2 separate regions of the Rattus norvegicus genome follow, and region 1 is linked to region 2. A link is a contact called in public Hi-C data. All regions are on one chromosome and are shown on one strand. Each heading gives the region's core, a stretch centred on a gene start, on an enhancer-like site or on the middle of the called end of the contact. The rest is flanking DNA. Distances are from core to core; before and after follow the strand shown. Region 1 has its middle 250 kb from the start of Rnu6-1158. Region 2 has its middle 480 kb from the start of Rnu6-1158.

Region 1 (3,878 bases), core at 848-3,347, 230 kb after region 2:
TGTGTGTGTTTTACCTTCATCTGGAATGAGTAAGTTGATTTCACCAAATGACTCAGTGCATGGCAGTATCACATACCAAGCCCTATGATCTAAGTTTCATCCACAGGACTGACACGAGGAAAGGAGAAAGGACTGCTACAAGTTGTCCTCCGAGCTCTGTGTGTACTGGGACATGTGTGCAACACACACACACACACACACACACACACACACACACGTAAATCAAAAATACAATCGGATGAGTACGTTTACCTAAACACATTTTCTTTACCTTCTTTCTATTATGGAAAATAACAATCCCTAAAGAAGAAAGGCTAGCATGATTAACTTCCATAATTATTGCTATATCTTGTTTCATTTCTTTCCCTCTAACGCCCCTCCCCCCTTTCCTGCCAATGTTTGTTGAGCAGCCCCGGCACATCACAACATTTCAACTGCAAATGCTCAAGCCTTTCTCAGAGATAAAGACTTCTGCCTTAGCTATATTCTGCGTCACTACGTCAAAACAAACCAACTGACAGGCCCGAAATCAAAGGAACAAAACCACTTAGCAATAATTCCTTCTGTCCTTTTCAAATCAAACATTCCAAGGCCCAGTACCTCCCGCCCACTAGACTAGTCAGGAGCCCAGCCACTTGAACATTTTCACTTGGGTCTATAATCAAGGAAGAATTTGAGGGTTTTTAACTGACAGACATTGGTCTCCAGGTCTTCAAACCAAGGGGAAGTACAAAAGGCTGAGGAGCAAGTAAAGAGCCAACTGAAGGGTCCCCATGCTGAAACGGGAAGCAGATTCGTCAGGAAGCAGTAAAGAGACAGAATAATTACTAAAAATATCAGCATAAAACACATCAGTTTTGAAAACTCATCTCTTCACATTTTATTGATAACGGGGCCTACCTGAATACTCTCTGCCTCAGAAAGCAGTGGAAATGCATGTGTGGGCAGGACACAGAGATCCACCCTCAGGATTGGGTCTTGTGTCTGGTAGGGAGGACATAAAGTGTCATACAAAAGACTGAAGAAGATTTTCAAGGGACATTGATCGTGCCGCTTTCAGGTCAGAACTCCATGTTTGTTTAGAAAAGTCTAACTATGCACGGATGATAGAAATGTTTTGTTACCCTTTCACCTCAAGACTTCGCCATCACTCTTTTGCTCCTTAGCAATGAAGCTGTAAGCTGCCGAATAGGGTTGGTGTGGCCTGCTGACTCTGCCTGTCACCGTGGAAAGGCCAAACTGCCCCAAGTGATTCGAATGTGCTTCTCTCTCAAATGAAAAAAAAAACTGTAAAACACAGCCTCACCCCTCTAATCAGAAACCACATGTGTACAACAGGACACATTCCACTAGGTGCCAATCATCATTTTCTCAATGTTTCTACTAAAGGGTACCAGGCTCCGTTATCCGATAACAGCAGTATCTGTAAATTGCTAGATCACAATACTTTGGTGGCAATGGTTTGGAGGCCCAATGGCTGAGAAAGACAACGTACATTCAACCAATGTGCACACAAATCCACCTTTGGCCAACCTGGTCTGGGAAATGTTTACCCTGATCCTCCTATTCTCAGCCTTGCTCTGCTCCTAGACCCTCCCCACCCCATCTGTGGCTGAGGCCTTCCCCTTGAATTGGCTGTCCAGACTCCCTGACTTCCCTCTGTGTTTCCCAACACCCTAACTAAAGCAAGCGGATACCTACACCTCGCTTACCTGAGTCATCCCCTCTCATGGAATTGACTAAAACTTTAACATGCTAGGAGCCCAACAGCAGGACAAACTGGTAGCTTCTCCATGAGAATCCAGCTCTAATGAGCAAGAGACACTTCCAACTTTACATCCTGACTTAATATCTGGAACCTGAGTGCCCCTCTGCCGTGGAACAGAAGTCTGGTTTCTATCTGTCCTGTAGAAACGGTGACATCACCCCATTGGGCCTGGCCCTCTGTCCCCACCCTCTTCGTTTCTTACTCAATGCTCAATTGTTACCATGGTCTTGCTCATTCTCTTTTGCTTCTACTGTCTTGACACCCTTCCCTGAAGAGGCCCATGAGACTGACCAAGAGTCTGTCCCTGTCTAGAAATAGCTGACTTCAGCACCCTTGGCTGGCTTGGTTAGACATTAAGAAGAGCAGAGTAGATGAATTGCATAGTTCCCATACTGAGTCTTACCGGATTAGTCAGTGAGCGGCACTCGGACCCTTTATAAAACACAGACAGTGCTCCATTGTCCCAGGATCAGCACCACTGTTCCTGCTTCCAGTGTCCATAGATAGGTCTGTTATATGGGGGAAACTGGCTAGATTTGTGTATGTATGAATTATGTGATGAAACACCGTTGTCTAACCTCCTAGCTTACCCCTGGAGGTGGTGTCCCTGATAAGTCACTTCACCTCAGCCCAAGCCTCAGATCCTTCCCCTGTAAAATGGGCCACTAAGAAGACCTGGGCTGAACCATCCCAGTCACTGCTCAGAATCACTGTCCTATGTATTCCCTGGATAGACACCTTTGTCACAAACCAGCAGTGTGGCGGGGGCGCTGCACTTAGCCTGGGTTCAAGTCTGCATCCCATCTGGATTCTGTCACCCACTAGCTACTGAGGCTCTGGAGTTTGGGGGGTTTTGTTGTTGATAATTGTAAACAGGGAGGATAATGACTTGATACATGTATACTGATAAGCAGAATGCCAGGCATGCAATACATGTTCAAAAACATGGGTCCATAAGACATCCAGACACCCATCCTCACTGTTAGCAGCCCTGCACATGCATGTATACCGAGAGTAGAGATGATAGGTCATTCCTTCATCAGGACTCAAGTTTCCACACAAATGTGGGGAAATGGTTCTCTAACCCAGAAAGTTAAAAAAAAAAAAGAAAGGAAGGAAGAAAGAAAGAAAGAGAGAAAGAAAGAAAGAAAGAAAGAAAGAAAGAAAGAAAGAAAGATTGATTAAAAATTCTCCTCACCGTGGAGTGCTCCTCCTGAATTAGCCCTGCTGACTACCTGTTGAATCTTCCATAACTCAAATACTTGCAAGAGATTATGGAAGCAAAACTTAAGTAAATGCATACATTGAAAATTACTTTTGCCAGTTTACTTCACACTGTCAGATCTTAGCTACAACTATTGAAATTAAGCCAACAAAGAACCTGTGACACCTTTTATGTAATTTATTCACTCAAAATACACTTCTGAACAATGTTCTCTGCAGGACGCTGTGTGTGAGATGAACGTGGTTGGCTGGTCTCTATGATGCGTGTGTGTGTGTGTGTGTGTGTGTGTGTGTGTGTGTGTGTGTGTGTGATGAATGTGGTTGGCTGGTCTCTATGATGCGTGTGTGTGTGAGATGGATGTGGTTGGCTGGTCTCTATGATGCGTGTGTGTGTGTGTGTGTGTGTGTGTGTGTGAGATGAACGTGGTTGGCTGGTCTCTATGATGCGTGTGTGTGTGTGTGAGATGGATGTGGTTGGCTGGTCTCTATGATGCCGTGTGTGTGAGATGAACGTGGTTGGCTGGTCTCTATGATGCCGTGTGTGTGAGATGAATGTTGTTGGCTGGTCTCTATGATGCGTGTGTGTGTGTGTGTGAGATGAACGTGGTTGGCTGGTCTCTATGATGCGTGTGTGTGTGTGAGATGGATGTGGTTGGCTGGTCTCTATGTGTGTTTATAAGACAGTAACATGCAGAAGCACCTGTCAACCTCAGTTCTCTCCAAGTGCCATGTAAGGCATACGAAGTAAGAAGTGGAGCTGTTTCTGGCTGGGGACAGAAAAGCACAGTGATGACCAGGGCCCCAGAGATTAGAAGTGGGTATTGGTCTCCTAGAAAGCAGGAGTGGCTGACTTCAGCAATGTCTAGAAGAGCCTACTCTGGGTCCA
Region 2 (3,722 bases), core at 1,101-3,600:
TGCCTGTCACACGCTGGAGTGGGAAGCCAGGGAAATGCCATAAACCACACAGAAGCCTTTCAGTCCCCTCCCCCCAGGGTGACCAACAAATCTGTTCCTATTGGGATTCCTGTTAAACCCTTATAAATACTGCTCGGTCCTCCATGGCCATTTGTGAGACTTCTACTTGGTCTTTGAAATGCTCTCTAGCCTTCTTGCTTTTATCTTTTCTTCTCTCTTATTGATTTTTCTCCTTAAGACTTTAATTCACTCTTCTGCAGTTGCTGCAGTCAAGAGCAAAATTCTGCAGATCACATAGAGATAACATTCTCACCCAGGCTGGGTCACACACATCTCACACAAGAGAACCAGCATCCTGCGGATAGCTGGTCCTTTCCTGCTTTCCGAACCCTTTTGGCCTCTCTTTTCATTTTTTCCCCTCTCCTTTACTATTTGAGACTTAATCTTACTTCAATCTTATTCTTCATGCTGAGCTCATCTGAAATGTGCCAATAATTGCTACCAGCTAAATCTGGCCTCATCATTCTGAAAATTCTTCATTGAAATCAGTCCCACGGAACGGGAATCCGGCCATTTCTGCAGGTTAAAATGACATCTGGGTTGCAGCTCCCCTGGTAGAGTGTATAATACATGCGCAGATCATTTTCGTGGGAGTTCAGTTATATTCCAAGAGATAAAGGCATATAGAACTTAGTGAAATGAGCCAGCAAAATTTTACTTAGTTTGGTGAAAATGATGTCATGTGAGTAGCAACTAAACCATTGCAGAGGTTGGAGGGAGATAGAACGAACCTGGATGCTGTAGAACGACTTCCTCTGTTTTCCAGATACACATTTACTACATTCAACACAGTGTTCCTGAGTTTCTAGAGTGATAGTCTCTGTCAAGATCAACATCTTGTCACAGTAAGCATGTGTGTGTTATAAACATGCAAACAAAGGAGAGAGACCCTGATTGACTCTAGGCAGGTGGTTGAGGGAATTTCCAGACGGAGCTGCCATTGCATCGTTCAGAGAAGACTATTACTTTTACTTTTTCAATGTCTAGCTAGCTTCGTCCTCTAAGCTAAGTCACCAGTATAAGTGCCACATTAAATCACCGGTAGTCCTGTCGTTTACAAGGAACTGGCAACATTTCATTACTTATTTTAATTTTCCTCCAGATATCAGCAAGGATTAGAGACAAGAGAGGTACCAGCCACACTCACAAAGAAGTTAAAACAGACCTCTGGGTCATCTTCATACCCTGTTTCCCTTCTTAGTGCACAGGCATCAACCCTGTGCTCAAATCAAGTCCCTACTGTGAAAACACGAGATCCTAGGTAAAGCATGAGCTTCCTGTTTGAGGAGATGCCTTAGAGGAATAGGAAGAGCACTTGGTGTGCAAACATGGAGGTCAGAGTTTGAAACTGAGTGCCTACTTCAAAAGCCATGTATGAGTGGACAGTTGCCTATAACCAAAGCACTTTGGGGACAGGAGACATAATACACAGCTCTTTTTATATCATAGACATCTGAAGACTCCACCCTACTCCCTCCTGCCTGTGGGAGAGTGGCTTCTTCAACCATATCCACAGGGCACAGAGGTGAACCTGAGCCCAGGCAGAGGAGCACCCATTTGATTGACAGAGAAGCAAGTGGGTGTCAATAATCTATCTCTTCTATGTTCTGAGCTCTTACCTTACACAAATGCCTGATTTCATTATTTTTTCCCCTTTACTAGTTAAAATAATTAAATTAATAATCTACATGTGCACGAACTTGTAATGTAGACTACTGCTCTTTTGCAATTTCATTTAACCTACAAGACAACAATGATCAAAACCCGAGGCACCAAGACTGATAGAGACTTATCCACTATGCCACAGCTGGTGCTAAGACCCGTGCCAGCCCTGCAGTGATTCCTGGGTCTAAGTCATAGTCACTTCTGCTGGGGGTAGTACTCCCCTTTTCTGGGCCCAGGTCCTATCTCTGTCCACTGTGAATGTGGTTGAAGAAGCCATTCTCCCAAGAAGGATGCCCTTCTGTGGTAAATGATGTAAGAGCTGTGTGGTAAGGCCAGCATTTTCCCCAAGTCCTCTCGCGGTCCATTCAGAGACCGACATAGCATTTCAAAAGTCTACATCTCTCTCTCTCTCCACTTCTATTTTTGTGTTCATTTTCTGGGCAATTTAGAATGAGTTCAGAGCACATTGATTGCTTGTAGTTCCCAAATGACAAATGGGCAAAGCCTGCTTTATCCAATCAGGTCTAAGATACAAGCTCCACTGCGCATGTGCTCAGTGTTTGCCCTGCCAGCGCTCTAAGAGTGGATGGATGTCCTGTGTGGTTCTTAGGGTCAGTGGTCAGTGATGGGATAAGAGCTGGAATCTCCTTCTGTTCCAGAGATGCCATCCATCTCAGAGCATGGCCTATGCTGCCATGTGATTGGAGAAGAGAGGAGCTGAAGAGAGGAAGAGGGAAAGAAAGAGGAGACGGAGGAGGTAGAGGAGGAAAAGCAGGAGGGGTGCAGAAGGAAGAGGAGCAGCAGATAGAAGAGGAGGTGCAGGAGCAGGGAAGGCGGAACAGGACAAGGGAGAAGGAGAAGGAAAAACAGGAAGCAAAGGAAGAGAGAGGGGAGGAGGTGTGAGAAGAGCCAAAGGAGGAGGGGTAGGAGGAGGTAGAGGATGAGGAAGAAGCTCTTGGCAGAATTCCAGGCTCTGGGGCTCTAGCTCCACACAACTTGGGGAATAAAAATCAGGCTTTGGGCTGTGCAGGTTCCAAGTCACAGGGCCTCCATGGCTGGCAAGCATCAAGCCGGAAACTCTGCTGAATAGAGCCCTAAATGTTTTTTTGTTTGACATTCATGCTTAACAGAAAATGATGAATCCATTAGCAACCCCTTCCGTTGCCAAAAGAAACAGACTCGCACTCGGCGATTGCTTTCACTGCGCTATCAAGCCACCACATGCTCGGCTCACAAAGCTGACCGTCATCCATCACTTTCAAATGGGTTTAGAGGTACAGTTGTCTTTGTCTGAAGTGTGTGGACGAGTCAGCATGAATGGGGCTCATTAAAGCAGACTGACCCAAACAGTTTAAATGGGATTCGCGGTAGGGGGAGAACATTTTATTTGAGGTTTGTTTGGAATTATTTTGAAGTTTGTCACTAATTTTAAAAAACAATGGGCTCATTTTCCTAACTCCTTTTCCATCCCTAAGATGTGTTCAAGAGAACAAATGGCTATATTATACACGGACTCAAAAACATGCTCTTTGGGACATGAATAAAAAGATCCTATGATTATGAAATTTCAAGAGTTCCCTTGTGCTCTAGAACAGGGCACATTGAAATGACTCCACAGGGCACCGCCAAGTTTCTCTCCCTCTCCTCGGCCCCTTTCTGCCAATCCATAAATGGTATCTTTGAACATCATCTTTGGACCTGTTTTTCATCATCTCAGATGGCCTCTCGAGGAATGCATTCCAAAGTCAGTGATTCCAAGGACGGATTAAATCCTCCATAAAATGGGTTTAAATATTGTGAGGAAGGCACCTGGCTGTACACATCTGGGCCTGACAGAACACCACTGGATTCTGAACACTTCAAGATGTCCAACAAGGTGGAATGTGTTGAATATGACCATCTTCAGTGTGAGTCTAAGGGATCTCTCTCTCTTTCCCTTTCTCCCTCCTTCCCTTCTTTTCTCCCTCCTACCTCCCTCCTTTCCTCCCTCACACTCT

The links. A called contact is a pair of places that touch in the nucleus more often than the background predicts.
Region 1: a contact with region 2 is called in a Hi-C map of Schwann cells, with 2.2 times the contacts expected there. The contact joins two enhancer-like sites. A contact is called at or near these places in 1 of 12 Hi-C or Micro-C datasets (Schwann cells) and 1 of 1 datasets of contacts at active chromatin or transcription factors (oligodendrocytes).

What each region holds. Positions count from the first base shown.
Region 1 is chr2:120,245,549-120,249,426 of GRCr8, forward strand. No RefSeq gene overlaps it. Among named protein-coding and RNA genes, the nearest start is that of Rnu6-1158, 250 kb to the right of the region's middle. Within about 2 kb of position 2,098, at least 1 of the 93 cell types and tissues checked has an H3K27ac peak or open chromatin away from gene starts, as enhancers often do. A contact at or near this core is called in Schwann cells, where this site is marked.
Region 2 is chr2:120,016,426-120,020,147 of GRCr8, forward strand. No RefSeq gene overlaps it. Among named protein-coding and RNA genes, the nearest start is that of Rnu6-1158, 480 kb to the right of the region's middle. Within about 2 kb of position 2,351, at least 12 of the 93 cell types and tissues checked have an H3K27ac peak or open chromatin away from gene starts, as enhancers often do. A contact at or near this core is called in Schwann cells, where this site is marked.